3 separate regions of the Sus scrofa genome follow, and all the other regions are linked to region 2. The links are chromatin contacts, called in public Hi-C and promoter capture Hi-C maps. All regions are on one chromosome and are shown on one strand. Each heading gives the region's core, a stretch centred on a gene start, on an enhancer-like site or on the middle of the called end of the contact. The rest is flanking DNA. Distances are from core to core; before and after follow the strand shown.

What was found. Promoter capture Hi-C pulls out the DNA fragments that hold promoters and counts their contacts. Hi-C and Micro-C count contacts between places; a contact is called where the count stands out from the background.
Region 1: a Hi-C map of liver shows a contact between it and region 2, with 5 times the contacts expected there. The contact joins the promoter of MICAL1 here to the promoter of SEC63 in region 2. A contact is called at or near these places in 2 of 47 Hi-C or Micro-C datasets (liver and skeletal muscle) and 1 of 2 datasets of contacts at active chromatin or transcription factors (alveolar macrophages).
Region 3: a promoter capture Hi-C map of liver shows a contact between it and region 2, with 4 times the contacts expected there. The contact joins the promoter of CEP57L1 here to the promoter of SEC63 in region 2. A contact is called at or near these places in 1 of 5 promoter capture datasets (liver) and 2 of 2 datasets of contacts at active chromatin or transcription factors (alveolar macrophages and skeletal muscle).

What each region holds. Positions count from the first base shown.
Region 1 is chr1:75,520,465-75,525,097 of Sscrofa11.1, forward strand. It overlaps MICAL1 (F-actin-methionine sulfoxide oxidase MICAL1), which reads right to left and starts at 2,296. Exons shown (of 25, transcript XM_005659375.3): 1 at 2,012-2,296; 2 at 188-489; 3 at 1-97. The coding sequence starts at 445.
Region 2 is chr1:74,075,900-74,080,761 of Sscrofa11.1, forward strand. SEC63 (translocation protein SEC63 homolog) reads right to left here and starts at 2,706. Exons shown (of 21, transcript XM_001925479.7): 1 at 2,387-2,706. The coding sequence starts at 2,510.
Region 3 is chr1:75,167,464-75,172,433 of Sscrofa11.1, forward strand. It overlaps CEP57L1 (centrosomal protein CEP57L1), which reads left to right and starts at 3,530. Exons shown (of 11, transcript XM_021090896.1): 1 at 3,530-3,919. The coding sequence starts at 3,797. SESN1 (sestrin-1) reads right to left here and starts at 2,911. Exons shown (of 10, transcript XM_021090855.1): 1 at 1,812-2,911. The coding sequence starts at 2,090.

The DNA.
Region 1 (4,633 bases), core at 1,046-3,545, 1.4 Mb after region 2:
ACTTGGTGCGCTTTTCCACCAGCACCACCCGGGCCCCGAGCATTGCCAGCTCCACAGCAGCCCGCAGCCCACAAGGTCCCGCACCCACCACCAGGCACTGTGAACACACAAGGCAGCATCAGCACGGCATCCGGGCTCCTCCTGACTCCCCTACTCTTCGACCCCATCCCAGGCACTGTGTATCCACCTTGGTGCTGGTGCAGGCTCGACCCTGCTGGTAGACAGGCTGACTGGCTCGCTTGTCCAGCTTGGCCCACAGGGACTTGGCGCTCCAGTAGTTGAGCTGGGCCTTGATCTTGTGGTACTGTGGCAGCCCCCCGCCGGGCTCCAGCTCTAGGGCCCTGCATAGCCCCTGGAAGCTGCTCAGCACATCCTGGCACAGCTGGGCCTGCAGGAAGCTCTCAAAGTGGGCATGTGCTGGGTTGGTGGAGGTAGCTGAGGCCATGGAGACCCCTGGGACTCCCAGGGAGGGGCAGAGGCACGTGGCTGCTGGAGAGAAGGGAGGGAGAGAAGGGAGGAGGCTGGAGAGAGGAGGAAGGGAAAAGGAAGGGGAGAAGAAAGCAATCCGGTACCCCGAGGGAGCTCCGGGTCTCTGCTCCTCTCTGCCAGCTGCTCAGAGACAGCTGCTATCCCTTCCACTCCAAGTGAAATTTGCCAAATTTGGAAATGAAAAATCAGCAGTCCTGGGCCCAGAAGGCCCTTGGAAAGCCAGGGAAGGGAGGTTCCAGCTCAGCCTTCTTGTTCAGGAATCTCCAAGCCCTGCTCCATCTCTGGGGCCCAGGGGACAGGAATTCCTCCTCTGCCTCCTGAGGCCCTGGAAGCAGGTCGTGAGGAACTCCTCGGATGTGGAGCGGGCAGGGTGCCCAGGAGGAGAGCTTTCCTTGCAGAACAGACCGGGATGACTCTAATACTTGCCATCCCAGCTGCTAGGCACACATTCCGCCCCATTTCACCCCATGCCGCCCTGAGCCTGGGGCCCCTCAATGTACGCAGTGCCACGCTGCTTGTGGAGTGTGTCACATGCCGGGGGAAAGTTTTGCACTTTAGCGCTTGTGATTGCTTCCTGGGGGGAGGAGACAGTCTCCTCCGGAGGTTCCACTTCCCATCACCAAAACTACCTTAACCAACAGCAGAGGATGTTGCATCTGACTGAGTGACACACAACTGGATCTATTTCTGACTCACTGTGGTCAAAATACTTCCCCTGACTTGCCACCGCTCACAGCCGAGATGGTTGAGGGATTTGCGGGGGCGCGGGGTGGGGGAGCGCAAGGCAGCAGGGTTGGTCCCTCCCAGCTTCCTCCCACCCCCATCCATGCCCTGCCCCATCCCTCCAGGCTCTCCCAGGAATTCCGAAGACAAGGCCTCCCTTTGTCCCCTTCTCTCTCGTTTAGGTCCCCACGCAACTTGAGGGGTGTTAGAGAGGGCTTTCTCACGCAGGGATCAGGAGGAATCGGAGGGAGCGGGGGACATGGTTGCCCACAGGGGAGTTAGGTAAGGAAGGTGGGTGGCACTGATGGGGGTTATGTCCTTGGGCTGATCCCCCTGACCCTGCTCGGCCGCCACACCCGTCCCAGTCTCCGCGGGCCAGGCTCAGGCAGAAGGAGATTAAAATCTCTGCCGCAGGTCACCTGGACGAGGGCGGACGGGACGTCAGGAAGACCAAAGGTCTCTCTTGGGGGTGTCAGACACAGCAAAGGTCTCTCTTCCCCTCAGAGAAGTGGGGAGAGGGGCGTCCCAACCTGGAAACGCCAGGACAAAGGATGTGGGAGGGATGGAGCGGTCTGGAAGGATGGAGAGGGAGCAGGACCACTGGCGGCGGGAGGGCGGGGATATTCCCACTCTGGACCGTAAAGTCGGGACAGAGGCTGAAAAGGGCGGGGGTGCAGAGAGACGGGCCGGACCGGGCCGGCGGGATTCCCGAGCGCCGGGAGCCTTATTTCCCCAGAAGCGCACCCCTACCCCTGTGCCGGGCCCCCGCAGGCAGCGGGCGCGCAGCTGGAGCACTTACCGGGGGCTCGGGAGCCCGGAGGGGGCCGCTTCCTGCCCAGCGGGTGTCCCAGTCGGGGCGGGTGGGGGGCCGGGGACGGAGAGAAGGCGGTAGTGGAGGTGGAGCGGCGCGGACCAAAAGCCGCGACTGCAGGACTGCACCCCGGCAGCGCGGGGCCGTGGATTCAGTCTGGGTGTGAGCTTCCGCACGGGACGCGCAACCCGCGGAGGCTTTATTCGCGCCTCATTAGCATCTCATTACCCGGCGATCTGCAGCTGCGGGCAGCCCGGGCCCGCCCACGCCTGCAGGGCGTGGCTGGAGGGCGTGGCGCCGCTGACGCGGCGTTCCGTTCCGTTCTCGGGCCCGAGACCCGGGCCTGGCCCGGCCGATAAGCCGGGGATCCGAGGCGCCCGGATCCCGACGGCGCACCAGCGGCCTTAGGCGCCATCCTGGAGCGTTGCCTGCGCCGGCAAAGTTAGCCCTTCCCGGGTGGGCGAGGCCACCCACCCTTGCTCCGTACCTACTCCTCGGCTGTCTCCGAGCACTGGGCGGAGAGGGCGCTCGGGCTGAGCGAGAAGTTTGCCGAAGTTGTTGAGACCATAGGCACGTCTGCATCTCTTCACCTCTCCTACCAGGAGATGCACGGCCAGCCCGGGCGCCCCACGATGAACCCACGCTCGGGGGCCGTCTCCCCTACAACTAGTTTGCCGCTAGACCCCGGCTGCGGGCAACGGGCACGGATTCAAGTTCCGGGAACTCGGCAGTTGTAGCTTCCACAGCGGCAGAAGTGAGAGGGCCAGAGGGTCTTGGGGTGGAGACGGCGGTGTTAGACCATTACTACGAAAGGCGGAAGTGGGAGGGGTGTGTGGGTGAAAGGCTAGTTCCCCAGTAGGTAAGAATGCCATGGAGAAAGGACACACGGAACTGTCGGTGATGAAAAGAGACCTTTGGGATCAACTTCCTCGTATTCCTCATAAGCAAACAGCGCCAAAGTGAAGACACTCTTTCAAGGTCATACCATTAGTTAATAAAACATGAGTCCTCATTTAATAAACATCTACTATGAATGTTATCTTGATCACGAGAGTCCCATTTTACTGAAGAAGAAACCGAGGTCACAGAGGTTCTGTGATCCACAACAAGTTAGCCAGCAAGCGGCACAGCTGGTACGGGACTCACGCCTATCTGGAATCCAGTGTTGACCCAACGTGGCAAGTGAAAGGCTGGCATCATAAGAAGCTGGGTTTCTTGTTTAGAGCAAGTGACACTGTTACACTAATGAAACAGGAATGAATGGGAGGGTCCTTTCCTTGAGATCCAGGGACTGGAAAGAGCTGGGTCCCTATGGCTCTCTCCTTATCTTTATTCTTACTTTGCATTTCATCTGGAAACTCTCTGAGACCCAGTAAGATTTGTTATACTCACTGTTCCCAGATTGAGCTGAGAAGCAAGCGAGAAGGGGAAAAGCCCGCTCTCTGCCAGGAGCGGCAGGGAATTCAGCCAGGTCAGGCTCAGGAAACTGGAGCCCGTCCTAGCTCATGAGTGTGACTAGTCACTTGGCTTGAAATCAATTTGCCAAATATCAGACACACCCATACTTAAATACATAGCATAAGAAGGGTTTTAAAGTCCATTCTAAATGGGTTTACCAGGCTTTCATGCCATTTCTCTTTCATTAGTGAATAACCAGCTGCTCCGACTTAGTGCCTTTGCAAAGGCCCAGCAGGGTCTGCCTCTTAACTCAATGACTTGCCCTCTCAGCCAAACCAGGTCACATGGCTTTCGGAATGACAGATGCTAAAATGTGTCTTTAAAAAAGATCACAGAACAGGAGTTCCCGTCGTGGCGCAGTGGTTAACGAATCCGACTAGGAACCATGAGGTTGCGGGTTTGGTACCTGCCCTTGCTCAGTGGGTTAACGATCCAGCGTTGCTGTGAGCTGTGGTGTAGGTTGCAGACGCGGCTTGGATCCCACGTTGCTGTGGCTCTGGCATAGGCTGGCAGCTACAGCTCCGATTCGACCCCTAGCCTGGGAACCTCCATATGCCGCAGGAGCGGCCCAAGAAATGGCAAAAAGACCAAAAAAAAAAAAAAAAAAAAAAAGATCACAGAACAATAATGACTTCTTCAGTGCTTAAAAAAACTGCTGACTTGGAGTTTCACTTTATGTTAATTAAAACTACACAGTGGAGCAAAAAGAGTAGGGTATATTGGTTTGTAATCTAGACGATCTGGTCAGATTCCAGCTTTGCTGCACATGAACTTAGTGTAACCTTGAAAAGTCACCAACCACCATGCTTTAGTCTTATCTCTAAATAGAGGCAGTTTAATTACTCAACCTCTTCAACTCATTTTGATTCTAAATTCCTATTACTCAATGTCGGTGACTCTAAGAAATGTACAGTTCAGAAGGCCCAAAGCAAGTTCTATTTAGAATTTCTTCAAAGAGAGAGAGAAAAAAAAAATGGCCTCTAATAAAGCTAAATGAATAATTGTCTACAAGTATTTCTCTTCTTAATTAGAATCTTATCTGAATCATGAGCCATATTACATGTGTATATGAAACTAAAAACACGGGCACAAACACTGGCTAATTCACACTGGATCAAATAATTGGGAAGTCAGTTTTAAAAGAATCCCATT
Region 2 (4,862 bases), core at 1,456-3,955:
ACGCCAGATCCAAGCCTCGTCTTCGACTTACACCATAGCTCATGGCAACGCCAGATCCTTAACCCACTGAGCAAGGCCAGGGATCGAACCCGCAACCTCATGGTTCCTAGTCGGATTCGTTAACCACTGCACCACGACGGGAACTCCCAATACCACTGTAATTCTAAAGAAACAATTCAAGTGACTATGATAGATACACAAGAAAAAGTCCAAGCGGTGTACACTAATTTTCATGATAATTAAAAGAGCATTTAAGTATCCACCTTAATTTTCATAATGCAATTTTGGGCAAAACCAAAAAAATACATCAACCTGTGCACTCTCATAGACTAAAGCAAGTCCAACGCAGAGAGCCAGAGGTAAAGAAGGAGCAAATCAACACCTAATCCTGTCTAGCAATATGGAATATACAAAAAGGGCTTAGAAGCTAAGCCGACCAGTCTCCACCACACCACAAAGTTACTTAACTTCTTTAAATTCCAGTTTCTTCATGTAAGGATGGAGATGATAATAATAGTACTGACTTCCTTGTGTTTTTAAGAGGATTAAATAAAGTAATATTTGAAGTCCATAATACATAAATAAGTATTAATTTGCTACCACTCTTCCAAAGACCAACTATATGCTGAAAGGGCTCAAGTATGACTTGTCTATAAGTTATTAGGCAAATTTTGTAATACAAAACCTACCATGAAAATATGATTTTCAAGTTTCAAAAATCCAGTGTGGATTAAAATAATTTCTGAAATCAGAGCAGCTTCTCAAAACACATTCTAACCAAACCTACCTACTCTCCCAATACCTTTGTCTTCCACACAACCAACACACACACACAAATGGGTAGTAAGTGAAAATAAACTACTATATTGAAAAATACACTCTTTTAACCAGAAATAAAATTACCAAAGTAGTCTATGTTTTGCAGATACAGAAAACCATTACGATACTAAGACTACATCACTTATATACAACCACTATCCAAAAAACCCAGACAATTTAAATATACTTAGAAAAAGAAGGCACAACAGCCCAAAATCCAACTATCATAAACTATCCACTGAATAAGAAAGTTTCCAACTTTGGGCACCTAGTGGATAAAATCACTGTCAAATATATAAAAAGATGGAATCGTTTGTTATTACTTATCCTAAATTTAATTTAATTTAGTTCCATTATGTAAATGAAGAATTTTACAGAGCACTGAATGTCTTAAAGCCTAATAAGTTTCTGAGTTGGTTTAATGTTTCCCTGTTAACAATGTCCCCAAAGTACAGTATATCAGCTGGACAACCTAGACCCCACCACCACCACACCCAACTTGAGAGAATGTATTTATTCAAGTTAGCACGCTTTTGTGAATAAGAAAACCTTCCTAAGGTTGTTCTTACTCAAAACCTACTCGTTACTGTTAACGCTACCATAAAACAACCTATTAGGGCCTTGCAGTTCCAGCATCAGTTTTAAGAATATCACCTGCCATACGTCCTAGCGGCGTGCAACAAATGGAATCCAAACAATCCGAACATAAAATGCCTTGAAAAGAATCTATATAATTCTGTGTTCTAATCCAATGTTGTTTAACGTGAAAAGATTTAGAACTAAAAGCAAATGCACCCGCTACCTCACAAATGAACTACCTATAGACTTAATCCTTCCTTCATACTTGCACTTTTTCCGCCATAAACAGGAAACTCCAAAGAAAAGGAAATAGAGAAAAGCCTGGTTTTTTTGTTTTGTTTTTTTGCTAAGGGGAATAACAGCATTGCTCCCAACCCCCGCAGTGTAAGTGAACAAATGAAAAGGCAATAGGGGAAAGGCACGGGGGGAGGGGCGGCTGGCGAGCTCAGTTGGCGTCCTATAGATGCCACCCAGCTCTGACTGTGCCCAAAACATCTGTAACGACAGCTGCAACAGGCAAACGGGGGTGTGGGGGAAAGGGGACCGTGGGCTGAGGGTTCAGAGTGGAGCCTGCTCGCTCGGCTTCCTCCGTAGCCAACTCTCTACTCTCATCTTCCAGTTCCCATCCTCCCTATGCCATCTTGTTCCCTCCATAAAGAAAAATACCCCCATAAAAGCCGAGGAATAGAAGACAAAGAGACTGGACGAGGCTGCCAGGAGCCGCCAGAACAATAGAGGAGAGGGTGCAAAGCGAAACTCCAGAGGAGGACAATGAAGGGGGTGGAGAGGAGCCTGGAGAGGCACGGAGGGAAACACAGCTGAGCCCGGGCGCCGCCAGCGGCTGACGCCTGGACGCGAGGCCGGGCCGCGCGGGCGGTATCACCCCAAGCGCAGCGGACTGGGCTGGGCCGGAGCGGGCAAAAGCCGCGCGGCCCAGAAGAGCCGGAGGGGCCTGCGCAGGTCCACGGCAGCTACCAGCGGGACTCACCGGCATTCTGATCTCGGGGCCAGAGGTAGTATGTGGCCGGGATCACGATGAGCCCCACGAAGGAGGTGAGGAAGTAGAAGAAGGTGTTCCCGCTGTCATCGTACTGGAACTGCTGCCCCGCCATGGCGCCCCCTCCTCCGCCTCCCTCTTCTCACCGCCACCGCCACGACCCCCCTCTGTGCTCCAGCTCCCAGCGCCCCGGCCCGGTGTGGCGTAGCTCCTACGCCGCCGGCGCCGCTCCTCCCCGCCCCCACGCTACTCTCACGGACACGCCGCCGCCACCGCCGCCGCCACCGCCGCTGCCGACTCCCGATCTCGCGAGAAGACAGAGCTCCCGCCCCTCTCGGTTTTTCCCTCCCCTCCACCCCCTCCAGCCTCTCCCTCACACGCTCTCTGAGGGAGACGTGGCGCGCGCAGCCGGAGAATTCCGCGAGGCCCCGCCCTTATCCCTGCCCCCTTAACCTCAGCCCCGCCCTTCGAGTTCCTGTAGCTCCTCCCTTAGAGGCCCGCGGCTGCCTTCCTCTAGAGTCCCTCTCGCTCCCTTCTCGGTTTCCATTCCCCAGGTCGCGCTATGGTCTCGAGGGTCCTATCCCGGGCTTCCCGAACCACGCGTGCGGGGTTCACCTGACTGCGGTCCGGGTCACCGCTGTTCGAAGTATAGCTCAGGCTTCCTTGCCTCACCTGTTCGGCATCCCTACCTCACCCGTCCTGCCTTCTCACTTTTCTGTTTTCCTAGTTAATAACAGTGTTTACTGATATACAATCTCCTGAGGTAGACCGTGATGGAAAACAATATTTTTAAAAGAATTTATATATGACTGAGTCGCTTTGCTGTACAGGGATATTGGCACAATTGTAGATCAACGCGGCTTTAATAAAAAATAAAAACGTAAAAAAGAATATTTCCTTGGGTTAGGATCCAGCTCCTTCAGATCCCGGAAACAAGTGTCAAAACTGAGTGGCTCCAGAGCAGGAAGGAGAGGAGGGATGGTGAGGGGTTTTGTTTTTCTCTGGTTTGTTTGATTGTTGGCAAAGTAATGTGTGCCATTAAAAGACTGCAATCTACATTGCGCCCATTTTGCAGCTGGAGATGCCCCAAAGTAGTAGAGATAGTGACCTACCTATCCCAGAACTGATAATATTTGTAGCATTTTCTTCGGCAGGGGCAGTAGACTAAGACCTTCATTGCTTTAAATCGTTGACTATTTTAAGTCAGTGAACCCCTTGGGATAAATCAAAGGATGTCCTCTCTCCAGATGAGGAAATTGAGTGACTGCCTTAAGTCAGGCACCGTAAAAAAAGGTCTGGAGATTCAAATTCAAACCCAGTCACTCTGACGCCACAAAGCCAGTGCCCACGACCACCGTCTCATCGCGGACCCTTACACTCCCCAGAACTGCTGCCACCCCACCCCACCCCCGCCCCTGCAGAAGGTGGGCAGGACTCAGCTGTTGGAGGAGGGACCGCGGGGGGAGCAGTCGCTCTCCGCAGCCTCTCCCCTCGCTGACTGTGAGATCCCAGAGGCCGGTATCAGCCGAGCTGGGAGCGGGGAGGGCTGGTGCCCTGATATGCGAAGGACCCCACTGTCCCGCGGCAGCCCTGGCAGGGGCCTATCCCAACTTCTCCATCTACCCTCAGGAGACCGAAAGGAAGGGCCCACCCGACTCACAGAGTGGTTGTGAGGATTTATAAAAAGAGCTATAGTAAAAATGCTTTTCAAAAGAAAAATAATGATATAAACAAATACCACATATAACACTATTTTTAAAACATTTTAAGGCTATATAGTCTATTTACTAGGCTCCTTTCAATATACCTGCCATTACTGGAAGAGAAATCTAATCACATCATCTTTTATTTCATGTCCTCAAAAATAGTATTTATCATAATCAGTGATGACTTCCTTCATAATAGATTGTATTCACATATATTCTCTCTTCCCTTTTGGATGTCCATTTTGAAGGGAAATTTCAGAAAATCATTTTCTCTGCATTGCCCTCCTCATTTTTTTTCTGTATAAAGCTTTCAAAGACTATATTAGAAGAGAAGAAGTAAAAGAGACAAGTGAGCAGAAGAGGATTGGACTATGAAGTCAACACAACATTGTGATCACATTGTGACCATCCAGTGCTGATATGCTCAAAACAATTTGCCTTGCTTCAGAAACAAATTAGTCTTAAAATTGGCTCAACTGAAGTGGATAGGATCCTGAAGCTCCTTTTGTTTATGTGGAATTTGCTATTAAGTATTCCCAGGTTTTAATAACTCTGAACTGGTCAGGGTTTTTTTTATTACTTTGATTATACATTTTTCTCAGCATTAGTATAAAGATAACACATCAGTTTTATAATCTTGTTTCAATATAAATTATTCATGATAAATCTTCCCCTTCTGACTTTTTTTCTGCAAGAGTAATTCTTTCACTGCAGCTTTAGGTCATGCATATGAGTGGCTTGAACAGAACTGAACCATGAAA
Region 3 (4,970 bases), core at 2,280-4,779, 1.1 Mb after region 2:
AAAATCTATAGAAAACCTTCACAGAAGAAATTCTTGAATCCTTTTGCAGGAGGAATCTTGAAATACATGTTGCACAGTCCATGTATTTCATTTATGAAAGGAGAGAGGAGTATCCATTATATATGAAGCAATTCACGTCTCATTTAATACTCACAACAGCTCTGTATCATTATTCCCATTTTATAGATGTGGAAACTCAGGCTAAAAGAGGTCAAGTAACTTAACTCATTCAGAGTTATGCAGTATATTAATAAAGAAGGAGAATTTGAGCCCAGGTCTGTCTGACACCAGCACGCACTTACTTACCGTTGTAACAGTCTTTTGACTGTCTACCCCCCTGAGCCTAATTATTCTGTTTTCAATCTAATAATTCTTAACAAAATTAGTTTTCTGGTTTCCCACTCTAATATTAAAAAAGCAGCAATATAAAAGATTCAAGAAGAGACTGAATTTTAGTATACTGACAGTAAGGGAAGGAACACAGAACTACTTAAATTGAACACACAAACAAAATGCATCATACAGTCCTATATATTCCACCTTCAGTTGTACAACAGTTCGTACTTGATGTGCATAATGATGATCCTATTGTGTGGAAAAAAAAAAAAGGTTGTTGTAGTCACTACACTAAGAGATCAAGAAATAACTTCTGATGCTTAAAAGGACACACTTCAAATACTGGAATATTAATTTCTCTCTGGTAACTCTGGATAAAATACAAAATATAAATTCTAACAACTATTTCCACAGTATTCGTGAGAAGAAATATCCCGACCTTAAACAGAGTCTTCATTTTATGCACATGATTATTTTTCTGCTGCTTTAAACTGAGTTCAAACCAGAATAGAAAAACTGTTCATCTTAGCTTACATATGTACCTAAAGGAATTATAAGTTTTTAAAACGTCTCATACTATGACTCTGAACAGCACATGAGGATTGAGTAATTTAGGCTGATAAACATAAAGAGCATTACTAACCATTCTTAATATCTAAAAACCTTTCCCTTAAAAAAAAATTCTTCTAACAAATGTAATAAAACAAGATAAATCAAATATGTACAAAACAGGAGGAAAACTATGACATTTTTAGTCTTTTGCCCTCACAACTTAAATAGGTATGCATCTGTAAAAGAAAAGAATCAATCAACTTAAGCACGCACAGAGAAAGCTAGTTAAGAAATTGACAATAAGCACGTTTCTATCATTTATTCAACCTGGGTCCAACTTTTCAATCTGCAGATGTCAGCTCTTTTATAACTTTTATTATTTAATTCTTCCTTTGAGAAAAGAAAGGTTGCATTTAGGGAAGAGATTCTGGTTTTGTTTTGTTTTTAAGAACAAGAGAAAATTGTTTCACCAGTTATCTTGAACAACCTGACTAGGAAACATTTAATATGCTTTATCATTTTAAAGGCCTTTAAATGTGAAACTTTCCACACAAAACATTGTCTGTAACAATGTGAAAAGCATACTGGCTACACTTCCCAACAGCCTGTAAAAATGAATATAAGGAAAAGCAAGTATTTACTTGCAATTAACTGTAACTTTCACATGTTTTTCTCAGGAGGAATGCATTTTCTGCCAAAACTCTCTGCAAAGACAATACTTGTTTACCTGTACTTGAAAATTACTTTTACCTTAGTTCATCTTGTCCAATTTTAACCCCAAATTCAATGTTTTATAGACCACTTAATTTAAGATGCTGAGTGGTTCAAATTATAACAGCCTATTTGAAGCCAATACAAAATGAATAACTGCAAACAAAACACTGTACTAGAAACACAATTGTACTTAAAATGCGCTTCCTTACCTGGACGCTCTTCAGAATAAACTCACTTTTCTCTCTTACATCTTTAAAGGGACACCTCTTAGAAAGCATAAGCAGATGAGCAAGAAGCTTATTCAACCCATCCAAAGAAATGGCATTTGAAAGGCCTTCTGATGGACGATAAGGTGTCTCTTTCACCAAACGAAGACACTCGGTTTTTCTCACGATGATTTGCCTAATGTTTTCCAGTGCGGTCTCTCTAGTAGTTGAATCTCTACTGCACAGTCCATCCCATCTCACTTCATTCTCTCCTTCAGCCATGACAACTGGAGTTTTTTTTCCTGCCCTCTTCAATCTTTCAGCATGTCCACCACAGCACTTCGTATTTTTAAAACGAGAAATGTAAGAAATAAATCAGAAAAATCGAATCGTCACGAAAACATAAGCCTGGGTGACATTGGTACCAGAAATGTCTTCGATCTACCAGACAGAGCTCGCCCTCTCCTTCTACCCGGAGTAGCAGTCTTCTAGTCAGACAAAAAAAAAAAAAAAAAAAAAAAAAGTTGGAAAGTTGAAACCTTACAGAGCTGGCTTTGCTGGACAGTGTCGGGGAAGTGTTCCTCTCCGTCTCTCGGGGTCAGCGGATATCCTCAAGCCGTGGAGCTGTCAAATCCGTGCTCTGCCCCAAAAGGCTGGATACAGTTGAACGCTCTGCAGCCACTCGGTGTTTTTTGTCCGTGCAGCCACGGTGTTCTCGGGAGCGTTCCCACCCCGCCCCTCCTCCGGCACCAGTCCCCGCCCTCCGCAGCTCCTCCCGCCCGGCCGGGCGCTGGCTGGAAAGGCTCGCCGAACCCTGGCTCGCTGGACGCCGCGGCTAGAGACCCTGGCGCTCCCCAGGGGCTGCAGTCTCGTGCAGCCTCTGTCTCGGTGGTGGCGTTGGAGGAACGCGTCTCTGGCTCTGCGGATTCAGAATCCACGGGCTGACGCTGCTTCTCTTCCAATCCCGGTATCCTCGCCCACTGCCGGCCAACCCAAACCGGCACAGGGCAGCCCAGCAATCCCCGATCGCGGGGCTGGGCCGCGAAGCTGGCGGAGCGGCAGGGCCCCAGGCGCAGAACCCGCCCCTTCGCCCAGCCCCATCGATGGGGCTCGGCCCAGAGGGCGGGAGCGGGGAGGGGAGACGGGGTCCTCACCCCCAGCCCCTCCCCTTTCTCCGCCCGGCACAAGCCAGGAGCCGCCCCTGCCCCTGCCCCTGCGCCCTCTTCCCCGCCCAAGCAGACGCGACCCGCTGAGGCAAAGCCATCGGAAAAAGCCCCGCCCTCCAACAAGCTACCTCCGGACCCCGAGCCCGCGAGCGGCCGCCAACCGCTGACGGCTGCTACGCATGCGTAACGGTGGGCCGGGCGCATGCGCCTTAAGAGGCACCGAATCTGCTCGGGGGGCGTTTTTTTTTTTTGTTTTTTGGTTTTTTTGGTTTTTTTTTGCCTTGACGTTCGGCTTCTTTGGGCTGAACGGGGGTAACGAAAAGTTGAAATACGCCGAAATTATCACACACGAGACAAGAACCGCAAATAAGGAGGGCACAGATAAACTCCTGGAAGAACTCGAATCAAAATTTAAAATCAGAGGAAAAAATAGAAACTCTTTATTGCGCCAAACACCAGATTTAAGAAGGCAGGGCGTCCTCGCATTGACTTCTGGGAAGTGTAGTTCTGGTGCTGTAGGCGCGTTCTGTTTGAGACAGAAACTACAGCTCCCGGGAGCCACTGCGACGTTGCCTGTGGCTCCCTGCGAGCCAACGGCTAGCGCTGCCGGAGATTTGACTGAGAGATTTGGCTTGGTGAGCACTGTGGGCTTGGCTGACACTTTTCCTTTGACAGTATTTTTCCTTCCTCCATTTCCTGTGGGATTTTAGAAAGGAAGCCGTCTCCTTAGAGCTGTACTCCTTAGTCCAGGGACTATCAGTAATCTACGTGGGAAGAACTAGTCCGAGTGCCCAAGACCGCGGGCGCGTTGAGAGGACATGGATGGTCGGAAAGAGCTGCATAAGGTCAGGCAAGAGGGATGCTGTGGAAACTAGTGCTCCGCGGTGCTACCTCTGCTTCTGCTCTGTCAGGTGGGCTCACGCGGGATGGACTCAGTATCCCTGTGTAAGTGCACCTTTGTTTGCCATTGCATAGGATTGTTTGAGGCTTTATTTGCGCAGAAGAAATCCTGTGCCACACTTTGAAAGAGAGTTGTCAAATCCTTTTTGTACAAAACTGAAGGGAAAAGAATCCCTCGTGTTCCTAGATATGAATATTTGCAGGCTTTAAGAATACCATATGGAAAAAAGACTTATAAAAATCTCTAAAATTTAGTAATTTTAAAAGATTAAATAATTTGTTTGCATATTGCTGTTTGAAGTCATTCTTCTTGAGAAAAGTTGAGGTTTGAAGGGCTATCACTGGACTGATAACAAATTAGTTTTAATTTTTCATGTTGCACAATACATGCGTTTCTAAAACTTAGTTTCTAAAAACCAAGTACTGGACAAGTGGAAAACGCACAGTTCCCATCTAGTTAAACTAATGGTTAAACATTATACAATACATATATAAAGTACAGTACACACATTAAACATACAGTACTATATGATATTATTAGGATGGCTAGAAAGATCACTTAGGCCGGTCTTGGAAAGTCAGGGAAATCTTCATCTCAGGGAAAGAGGGTCAAAAGAACAGCATATGGTGAGGCCAAGAGTGAGGGAGATAGTAATTTCAGGAAACTGCAATAAGCCAAAATCATATACATTTCAGGAGGAATAGCTTTTTGTGTTTTGATGTACAATACAGCAAAGAGAAAAGAGTAAAGAGCAGAAAAGAGAAACGTACTATGAATTTTCCAGATAGTTTCTGAAAGTGACCTATCCTTGAACAGAGTTCTGATGAATTGGTTTAATTTGGAAAGCCTAGAACATTCTAATGTTGCTTGTTTAAATCAGAATTTTAAAAAATGAGAACTTCCTTCTTATGAGTATGATTTCAGAAAACAAAGCCACTCCTTCTTGTGTCTTTTGGGGTGGGGGGAGGCTCATCTTCCTTTGTCCAACCCACAAAGGATAGGGTAGTTTCTTAAGTGTGGGTCTCCTTTTTACTTTGTGATTGAGTATGATCTCATTCATAGCCATGGTTTCACCACCACCTATGACTTAAATGT